Regions from separate parts of the Podarcis muralis genome. Here region 2 is linked to region 1. A link is a contact called in public Hi-C data. All regions are on one chromosome and are shown on one strand. The core of a region is the stretch at or near the end of the contact, and the rest is flanking DNA. Distances in the headings are between cores, read along the strand shown. Region 1 holds the start of RGS20 (regulator of G protein signaling 20). Region 2 holds the start of RB1CC1 (RB1 inducible coiled-coil 1).

Region 1 (5,730 bases), core at 1,077-3,576:
AGATCAGAGTGGCCCTGTGCTGTTTTGCTTTTTTTCAGTGTTTCCCAACCTTTTTTGGGCAAAGGCACACTTGTTTCATGAAAAAAATCTCGAGGCACACCACCATGCCAGATGGGGAAAAGTCACTTTTTACTTATGTAAAAAAAAAATAAAAAAATAGTAACAGCATAGAAGGTAATGGTTATCTCTTTGATGTCTGATGGGAGGGCATTCCACAGGGCGGGCGCCACTACCGAGAAGGCCCTCTGCCTGGTTCCCTGTAACCTCACTTTTCACAGTGAGGGAATTGCCAGAAGGCCCTTGGCACTGGATCTCAGTGTCTGGGCTGAACGATGGTGGCGGAGACGCTACTTCAGGTATACTGGACCGAAACCGCTTAGGGCTTTAAAGGTCAGCACCAACACTTTGAATTGTGCTCGGAAAGGTACTGGGAGCCAATGTAGGTCTTTCAAGACTGTCGTTACGTGGTCTCGGCGGCAGGTAGCAGCGCTCACAGCTTACGGACTGCACCGTGTAACAGGTGTCTGGCCCAGCAGCCTAAGGCGGACAAGCCACTGAAACAGGCATTCAGAATCCGTTCATTTCATAAAACCTGCAGGGCTCAATCTCTGTGTTTGTGTATGTGTGTGTTTCTGTTTTGCCCAAGGGTCTGGGGGTGGGAGAGAGCTCTTTAGCATGATGCTTTTAAAACAATTAAATTATCAACAAACAAACCTGATGATACGAATAGCAACGTCAGGTGCTAGGGGGGGGGGGAGAAGGGGGCCTACTCAGAAGTAAATACTGCGTCCAGGCGCAATTAGCGCTGATTTAAGGTGCACCAAGACTGCCTAAAAACCTCACCAAAGATATGCAACAAAGCGCTTCGTTGCAGAGGGGAGAGTTTGTGCACCGTGGAGGCTGGAGGGCTTCTATTCTACATGCGGGGGTTGGGGGGGCGAGGAAAATGTGCTCCGTGGTGGGGCGGGGAAGGCAAAGTTGCAAAAGCGCCCTGCTCCTTCTTCCGCGGAGGGAAACGCTCCTGCGGAGGCGAGAGGCAGCGAGGAGGCGACGAGGTGAGGCTTTTGTGAGGTAGGGAGAGGAAAGACGGGGGAGGGAACCCAAGGAGGATTTGCACGAGAGGGAATGAAGGGGAAACGCGCCTCCCACGTGGAGCACTTTTCCCCGGGAAATGCACGGGGTGGGGTCGTGGCTGATCCGTGCTGCGCGCTCGCGTCGTGCGGCCCAAAGTGCTGCAGGATCGCCAATGCAAGACCCCCTTTTAAAACCTCCCCCTCCCCCAGCTCTGGAAAAAAAGGGGGAAGGGGATGGCGTCGGCGTCGGGGTGCGGAGGCTGCCCGTGCCCGGCCAGGCGTCGGTGGCGGTGTCAGCGCTGCTGCAGCGGCTGCTCCTCCTGCGAGCAGTGAGTGGAGCGCAGCCGCAGCGGCGCGCACGCTAGGGCGCAAGGCTGGCGGTGGCGGCGGGGAGCCCGGCGGAGGAAGGAACTTGTCCCTTCCCTCTGGACTCGCGCCCCCCGCAGATGTTGCGCCCGGTGCGACTGGCACCCCTGGCACCCCCCACGCTACGCCACTACTCCCACGGCACACTAGGCAACGTCCGGCGGCACACTAGTGTGCCGCGGAACACCGGTTGGGAAACACTGTTTTAAATATGCACAGCAGCATCTCCATCTTGGCACTTATTTTTCTGCACCACTTAAAGAACATCTAGCCCAATAGCTGAGAGTGCAGCAGAGCAATCAAATTCATGGATTCCAAGACTAGCAAAGGCTGGGATTAGCCACAACAGCAAGGGGGTTCAAAAGCCAGAACCTCAGTAATGCCTCCCAAGTACCAGAGCCTGGAGATAATAGAGAACCACCCTGCTCTGCTTGTGACCTTCCCTGCGGCATAATCACTCGTCGCTTAAACAGATGCTGGGAATCCGCAAGAGCTTTCCTAGCTGAGAGTCTTTTGCGGGCAGCGGGTACGTGGGTAGCCCGGGAGGCGAGAACGAGGCGGCCTTCCCTGAGTTCCAGCTGAGTCCCCTGGGCAGCGCGCAGCTTCCTTGCCAGCGATGCTCGCCCGAAGGCAAGCGGGCGCAGCGCCTGTCCCTTCCCGGTGCCCACCAGCCCCACCCCAAGGCCTTCCGCTCCAGCCCCTGTCCCGCTCCCGGGGCTGCAGGCCTCACTTACCTCCTTCGCTTCGTAGGCCGGCGATGAAGTCCCCGGAATCCGCAGCGGCAACGGGTGACCCGGACTCAGCAGCTAAGCAGAAGAGGGACAGCCGAGGCTCACGGTCATGTGACTGCGCTCAGCTGACAACAACAGCGGCCGAGATAGGACGACGCTACGGGTCCCCGGAAGGCTCCGTTCGCGAAGCGGGAAATGTTGGCCAAAAGAGGAGGCGGGGGACGCGGCGAGGGCGAGCGTGCTGGGCCGGTATGTTGGAACGCTGTGTAGACGCAACTTTTATTTCCAGCGTCACAGGACGCTTTTCTTTTTATTTTCTAACGTTATTGGAGGGTTAATGGGAGAGTTTTAAGAGAGCATTTGCAGGCAGCTGTGATAAAACAATTATATAGCCTGGTCCGTGGCAAGTTTAGTAACGCAATGACCTCCAATGCACTCGCCCTCCCCGCAGCGCGCGCACGTACACAAACATAGAACTTTGATCATCTGCACAAGTTCCAGCTTGTCCATATCCTTCTTAAATTGTGGTGCCCAGAACTGGACACAACATTTCAGGTGTGGTCTGACCAAGGTAGAAGAGTGGTACTGTTACTTCCCTTGATCTCTTACTGTTACTTCTGTTGATGCAGCCTAAAAGAACATTAGCTTATTTTGCTGTTGCTGCATCACACTGTTGACTCGCGTTCATCTTGTGGTCTATTAAGGCCCCTAGATCCTTTTCACGTGTACTACTGACAAGCCAGGGGTCCCCCATCTTAATATTTGTGCAGCTGCTTAAAACCTGACATTTTTCCCTAGTGAAATTCATTTTGTTAGTTTGGGTCTTGTTCTCCAATCTGTTAAGGTCATCTTGAATCCCAATTCTGTCTTCTGCGGCAGACAGAAATGGGAGCTCCTCCTCCCATTTTGGTATCATCTGCAAATTTGATGAGCACCCCTCAATTCCTTCTTCCAAGTCATTTATAAAGTCGTTGAACAATAGCAAGCGTCTCACTTGTCACTTTTTTCCCCATCAGTGGAGTACTCTTTGGGTTTTGGTCATTCAACCAGCTAAAAATCCACCCAACAGTTACATTGTTCAGACTACATTTTACCAGCTTCTCTGCAAGAAGATCACGGGGGACTTTGTCAAAAAGCCTTACTAAAATCAAGATACACTACATCCCCAGCATTCCCCTGATTCACCAAGCTTGTAATTCTATCAAAAAAGAAATGAGATTCGTCTGGCATGACTTGTTTTTGAGAAACCCATGCTGGGTTGTAGTAATCACAGCATTCTTTTCTGAGTGCTCATATACAGATCTGTTCTAGGACCTTTCCTGGTACAATGGTACCTCGGGTTACAGACGCTTCAGGTTACATACACTTCAGGTTACATACGCTTCAGGTTACAGACTCCGCTAACCCAGAAATAGTACCTCGGGTTAAGAACTTTGCTTCAGGATGAGAACAGAAATCACGTGGTGGCAGCAGGAGGCCCCATTAGCTAAAGTGGTGCTTCAAGTTAAGAACAGTTTCAGGTTAAGAACGGACCTCCAGAATGAATTAAGTTCTTAATCCGAGGTACCACTGTATTGACATCAAGCTAACTGGTTGGTAGTTACTTGGGTTTTATTTTACCTGTCTCCAATCTGCAGGGACCTCACCTGTTCTCAAAGAATTCTCAAAAGTTATAGACAGTGGCTCTGAGATTACATCTGCAAACTCCTGTAGTCAGTGCTTTTTTCTGGGGGGATGCAGGGGTGCGCATACCCCTAAACATTTTGTGAATCTAAGTTTGGCCTCATTGAGGGGCAGTATTTCAATGTGAGTAGGAATAATAATAATAGTAATAATAATAATTATTTATACCCCGCCCTTCTGGCTGGGTTTCCCCAGCCACTCTGGGCAGCTCCCAATCAAATATTAAAAACACAATACAGCATTAAACATTAAAAACTTCCCTAAACAGGGCTTCCTTCCAATGTCTTTTAAAAGTAGGATACAGTGGTACTTCGGATTAAGAACTTAATTTGTTCTGGAGGTCCATTCTTAACCTGAAACTGTTTCTAACCTGAAGCACCACTTTAGCTAATGGGGCCTCCTGCTGCTGCACCACCGCTGCATGATTTCTGTTCTCATCCTCAAGCAAAGTTCTTAACCCAAGGTAATATTTCTGGGTTAGCGGAGTCTGTAACCTGACACACATGTAACCTGAAGCAGATGTAACCCGAGGTACCACTGTAGTTGCTTATTTCCTTTACATCTGGTGGGAGGGCATTCCACAGTGCAGGTGCCACTACCGAGAAGGCCTTCTGCCTGGTTCCCTGTAACCTCACTTCTCACAGTGAGGGAACCACCAGAAGGCCCTTGGCACTGGATCTCAGTGTCCAGGCTGAATGATGGGTGTGGAGACGCTCCTTCAGGTATACAGGACCAAGGCCATTTAGGGCTTTAAAGGTCAGCACCAACACTTTGAATTGTGCTTGGAAATGTACTGGGAGCCAATGCAGATCTCTCAGGATGGGTGTTATATGGTCCCGGCGGCCACTCCCAGTCACCAGTCTAGCTGCCGCATTCTGGATTAATTGCAGTTTCCGAGTCATCTTCAAAGGTAGCCACACGTAGAGCGCATTGCAGTAGTCCAAGCGGGAGATAACCAGAGCATGCACCACTCTGGCAAGACAGTCTGTGGGCAGGTAGGGTCTCAGCCTGCGTACCAGATGGAGCTGGTAGACAGCTGCCCTGGACACAGAATTGACCTGCGCCTCCATGGACAGCTGTGAGTCCAATATGAGTCCCAGGCTGCACACCTGCTCCTTCAGGGGCACAGTTGCCCCATTCAGGACCAGGGAGTCACCCACACCTGCTCCCCGAAAACAGCCTTGTCAGGATTCAACCTCAATCTGTTAGCCGCTATCCTCCAACTGCCTCCAGGCACTCACACAGGACCTTCACAGCCTTCACTGGTTCTGATTTAAAAGAGAGGTAGAGCTGGGTATCGTCTGCATACTGAGTAGGAAAATGAGAGTACCCCCCAAATTTTTTTTTATAGAAAAAAAGCACTGCCTTTAGTACCTTTGGATACAGCTCATAAGGCCTTGGAGATTTTAAATCTTTTGAAATAGCTAGATGTTCCCTTACCACCTCTTTTCATAACTTGGAAAATATTTCCTAATATTTGGTATACTGTATTAAGAATTCAAATTTATCTTGCTTCGTTTCCCATACTCTGTGCAAAGTGGTTGCAAGAAAGGAGAGAGTAGGACACACAGAATGCGGAATGCAGTTGAATATGAAAGCAGGGACGTGAAAGGGTCTGCAGAATAGGAGGGAATGGTGGTTTCATAATTGGACAGAAGTTGAAAAGGGAGCTTAGTAACGAGGAGAAAGATGCAGAAGGTCGCCATGGCTTGTGTGCGAGGGGGAGGAGAGAAGGCATGTGGGGCTGCAGAACAGATGAGAGAATTGGCATCAGAAATGGGGTTGGAAAGATGAAAAGTGAGTGTGGCAGTTGCATAAAGTAGGAAGGAGAAGTCCTAGAGGGTTAGTATGGGGGGATACTTGGTAAGGGTGGTGAT
Region 2 (5,146 bases), core at 93-2,592, 260 kb before region 1:
AAAAAAAGGATTACAGTGATTTACTACACACCAACTTTTCATAACATGTTCAGCATAACCTACATATCACTTAAACCAATCTACTTTCACCTGACCCAGTGTCAATGAAATACATTATGGTGTCAATGAAATACAATGTTCTATTATACTTATCTACCAAACTGCCATTTAATTATCCCAAACCATTTCATCTTGTAACAGCATGCTTATGTGTATTTTGTCAACAAGCTCAAACCTACAACATAAGCGAAGCCTACCAAGAGGCAATTGCCTGGTTTGTGTGAATATCACCCAGTCAGTGACACCCACCCACACAAACAGTCAATTTGGGCCAAGCCTACCTAACTTAGAAGACCATTCAGACCCAATGTGACTTGGCATTCACACAGGGCCTTCAGCGCAAGAGGAAGGGGGGGAGGGAAAGTTGGGGGTGGAGGAGATGGAGCAAAATAAAAAAAAACTAGAAATCCTTCGCTAGCATCCGTGCGAATGAAAGCTTTAGTTAATAAGCCTGCTGTCCTGGGTGAGGAAAGAAGAAAACAAAACCACCCCAGCCACCCCCTCGGAGCACGCTGCCTCCTTTTTCGCAACAAGGTGCTGTGGGCGGGGCTGCGAGAAGCGCAGATGGGCTGAGTCATCCCCCCTCGGAGTTAACTTCAGGACGAGCCGGTCCCCCTTCCCAGCTCCGCGGGCCAGAGGCGGGGAGGGAGACGAGGAGAGCCCCAGCTCTCTCAGCCCCCAAACCTCAAGGTTCTTTGGCCCACGGACGGAGATAACCCCCCACCCCACCCCGACTGAGGGGGTGGCGGCGGCTCCGCCCTCGCAAGCGGGTGCGCCCACCCCCCGTCGCGAAAAGAGGGTCCTCGCCCCTCCCCTGCCGAAGGGAGGAGGAGGAAGGCGGGCCTTGGTCGCCCCGGCGACAGCAGCAACTGCCGCGGCCGCCTCGCTCCCCCACCGCGCCCTTTTCCCGACGTACCCGAAGGAGAGCCAAACAGCAGCCGCGGCACCAGCGGCAGCAACAGCTGGGCGGCCCCGCGCACCATCCCGCGCCGGTGACCGGCGGCCGCGGAAGCTCCTCCTCCCCTTCGCTGCGGCTCTACAGGGCAAGCTCAGGCGCCGCCGCCCGGAGGACAAGAGCGGGAGGGGCGGCGGCGGCGGCGGCGGGGCTCCCTGACAGGAACAGGGAGGGAGAGAGACGCGGAGGTGGCGCGAGGGGAAGGGAAGCCACACAGCCGGGGATTCCGGGCGCTCCTTCGCAGGGCCCCCCGCTCGCTTTACGCGCAGCCCTCGCCGCCGCTGTTTGTTATTGTCGTCACTCTCTTCCGCCGCGGTGCACGCTGGGTAAGGCACAAGCCGGAGGACCTGGAGGGGGGAGGAGGAGGAACCATAGAGAGAGGCGGTGACTCGCGGGATAGAGTGGCACGGAAACTTCCTCCTCTGCTAAGAAGGGGAGGTCCATATAGTTTCCCCTTCCAAATGCTGGAAGGGTCGGTTTTTGAAGAGGGAAATTGTCCCTCCTCACCTCCCCACCCCCAAAGAAAAGAAGGAAAGGAAAGGAAATGGGGACTTTACCAGGAGCAGAAGCGTAGCTGGGCGGTGACTCGACGTAAACGTCATGTGTTGTTGTCCACCTGAGGTTGTATTTATCTAATTTTGAGTCCTGCTAAAGGAGATTGTTTTTATGTCTTCACAAAACCACAAAATTCAAAGAAGATGCCCTTTCTTTCCCCCATGACTGTAAGTGCCAATGTAGAAACCAAGGGTATAAGAAAGAGGGGGAAATTTTGTGGACAGGAAAAAATATGTTTACACTCCCCATTGCTACCATTCAGCATATGAATACCTTCCTGTAAGACTCCAGGACTGCAATTCTAACCCCACTTAGCTGGGAGTAAGCTCCATTGAATTCAATGGTACAGTACTTGCTTCTAAATATATATGGTTAGGCTTGCAGCCTCAAGCAACAAGGGTCCTTGACCAAAGGGTCCACAATCTACGGCTACCAATTTAGCTGAATAAATTAGTGCTGTCCTGAGGCATGAGGTTACCTAATTAGAAATTAGGACACTGTGAATAGTGGGTGTTGTTTTGTAGAGCTGAAGGTGCTATTATGTAACATTTGATCTATATTTTATTTTCCCTCAGCTTTCATTTAAAGAGAATGTAAAAGGATGCCGTCTCTTGGTTAAAAATGAAAACATTTGGGTCCCAAGATTCACAATTCTGGTCTGTTTTTGAGCCACTCTATGTTCTTTTTCCAATCTGAATTCAGCTAATGAGCTATTCTGTATAAAACAATATCTGATTCCTCATGCGCTATAACAGGGAATCTAAACACAATAACTTCCCTTTGGGTCAAACTGGATGAAATCTGCTGGCACAAGAATCCCTATAGTGTGGATTAAGTCTCCCAAATAGTAGACAAATAGGTCCGGGGGTGGTGGGAAAGTAAAAAGGATTCACTTTCCTAAATAATAATCCCTTACAGGAAGAGTGGGTTTTCCCATCTTTCTAACTTTAAAGAAATTCAGAGGTGGCCAAGTGATGTGTATTCTTGCCTCTACATTAAAAAAAAAATAACTTGAAGGCATCACACTAGCCTTTCTTTCTGGTCATTACTGGAGTCCTCCAGTAAGCTATATAGGTCTTCAATAGGGCTTACAATGTGAGGCTGTCTAGAATGCTATGTGCAGAGTTCTGAAGAGCTCTGGGTTTTGTTTTGTTAAAGCAGAGCCAAATAGGATTCTTTAAAAGCTTAAATTTAGTTTTTTATTTAAAAAAATTCCTTCATTTTAACAGTTCAGAACTCTTCAGTGCTCCATAGACAACATTTTAGACAAGGAGTGGGAACCTTTATGACTTCACAGGCCAGATCCTTCTCAGATCTAGCCTTGCAGGCTACATTTGATGTACAGACCACCCACCAGTCAGTAAACCTGACATCACAAGTGATTTAGCACTTTGAAGTCCTGAAGTTGGACTATGGCTTTACCATGCCCAGGGAAAGGTGCCAGCTACCTAGCCACCAGAAGCACAGGTGTACATGTTGAGTGCACCTCAGGAGCTACTGTAAATTCCTGCTTATCAATAAAGAATTAAACTACCTGCCTGCCAGTTGTCCTCTTGGACTGAGTGTGCTCAGGGCAGATAGTGAGGGAGTGATATGCCATCCTGCCCAAGCAAGGGAGGAGTGTATGCCCACATCAGGGAGGAAAGTTGTGTGTGACTGTGAGGCATGCTATGCTGTGGTTAAAAATGGGAGGATTCTGCTGTGTGTTTATGAAAACACAGGTGTGTGTCGGTGTCTATGTGCAGGAAGGGACCAATGAAGATATTTGTCCTTCCTCTGTCCTGCCTTATGTCCCCACTACACACATCTCGCATTTGCTATTTCCAGAAATGGTTTGTGTGTGTGTGTGTTCATGTGCATATCCAGATTCCCAACTCTGTTACAGTTGTCTTGCATTTCCCCATGTGCGTGATTCTCCTATACAGACTGTCATCTACAGAGCTGCCATATCGCTACATATTTAGAAAACTACCCTTGTGGGATCTATTCTGTCCCAGTCATGTCTCAGTGTGTTTTTGCAAGGCAGCCTTTGTGTTACTCTTGTGCCTGCTAAAAATGTTGCTTAAGGTGTAGTTTATGATCACATTGTGGAAACTGGCAATACTGAGTTAAATAACATGGGATTTGAGGGCAAGGCAAGACAGCAAATAATAGATAGGTTTAAGCAAGTATATGAGCTGCTGCAAGAATTCTTTTGGATAAGAAGCAAGGCATGTTAGGATGTAACCCTCTTATTATATTAAGGGTCAGTCTAGACTAGGCTTTCCTAACTTGGTGCTCTCCATATGTTTTTGAATACAACCCACATCAGCCCCAGATGACCCGAGCTGTTTGGAATTGTACTCCGAAACACCTGGAGTGCATCTGATTGGGGAAAGCTGATTAAAAAACAGTCCTTCTATCCCATTGCCCCACTTTGACAAGTTCTTTCACTTTTTCTTACTAAAAAAAATATCATTAATTTTAAAGCAGTGGAGTGTGCTGTAAGTTCCATGTCTTGATTTAGAGATAATCATTTGGCAACTTGGTGCCCTCTAGGTGTTTAGAACTACAATTCCCATCATCCCCAGTCAGTGTAGACATGCTTGACTGGGGCTGATGGGAGCTGTAGTCTAAAACCTCTGAAAGGAACATGGTTGCTGAAGACTGGTTATTCTGTGATTGTTCATTATAGGTATATAATTATATGTAATTGTTCATAATTAGTTCTATTTTGTATTTGCTGCACAATTTAAAAAATGCTGTTTAACTTCTGCCACAATAGGACTATTAGGGTACTACCTGTGCCCAGACAGTCCCAGTTCCTGTCTTCAAATTGATCCATCCTATATTTAATTATAACAAGAGAAACTAATATGTTTGCAGACTTTAATTACACAAGCAAAAGCAGTAAAGTATACATGTAACTACAGAGCACCTAGTAGAGCTTGTCGATATAAGCAAGCAGGGATGTCAGTTGTCTGTTCTAGACTATATGTCCAAGTGATACAGAGGTCATCATGTAAGCTTCAGTGTCGCCTGCACATACATTTTACACAAGCTTCCCATAAGCATTTGTTTTCTGCATGGCTATTGAGCAGTTGTCAAATACTCCTCTAGCCGATAAACAAACAAAGGCCCAAGAAGAATACCAAGGAGTTCTTGGTTGGATGTGCTTGTTTATTTATTTTGCAGCTGCCAAATGAAGCCTGTTGGCCTGAGACAGAGAAGCAATCGTGGCTGGGATAATCATGGCCTTGCATGTTTTTATTTTTAAGCTGTCGCTTGCCAATTGTGTCTCAGTGCTGTCTGTCTCTATTCATTTTCTTTTCATTCTGTGTGAACAGAAAATATTAAGGGAAGAAAAATCACTCTCTTCCTTGATGGTAGCTGGCTTTCAAATAACTCATTTTCAGAAACACTCTTCTTTAGCTAAAGTTCTTGGGACACACTGTTGCATTCTAACTTTAGCCTTTCTGGGTAAGGTAAGATCTGTTTATTTGCCTCCCTTTACTTAGGCCACTTGTTGATCCATACTCTATACACCTTTGAGAGTGACACAAGTGTTTGTTTGTTTGTTTCTTGCATTTATATCCC

Evidence for each region. Hi-C and Micro-C count contacts between places; a contact is called where the count stands out from the background.
Region 2: a Hi-C map of blood shows a contact between it and region 1, with 1.9 times the contacts expected there. The contact joins the promoter of RB1CC1 here to the promoter of RGS20 in region 1. A contact is called at or near these places in 2 of 3 Hi-C or Micro-C datasets (blood and tail).

Annotation. Positions count from the first base shown.
Region 1 is chr8:38,971,211-38,976,940 of rPodMur119.hap1.1, reverse strand. RGS20 (regulator of G protein signaling 20) reads left to right here and starts at 2,326. Exons shown (of 6, transcript XM_028736964.2): 1 at 2,326-2,419. ATP6V1H (ATPase H+ transporting V1 subunit H) reads right to left here and starts at 2,287. Exons shown (of 14, transcript XM_028736963.2): 1 at 2,174-2,287.
Region 2 is chr8:39,231,323-39,236,468 of rPodMur119.hap1.1, reverse strand. It overlaps RB1CC1 (RB1 inducible coiled-coil 1), which reads right to left and starts at 1,342. Exons shown (of 23, transcript XM_077933025.1): 1 at 977-1,342.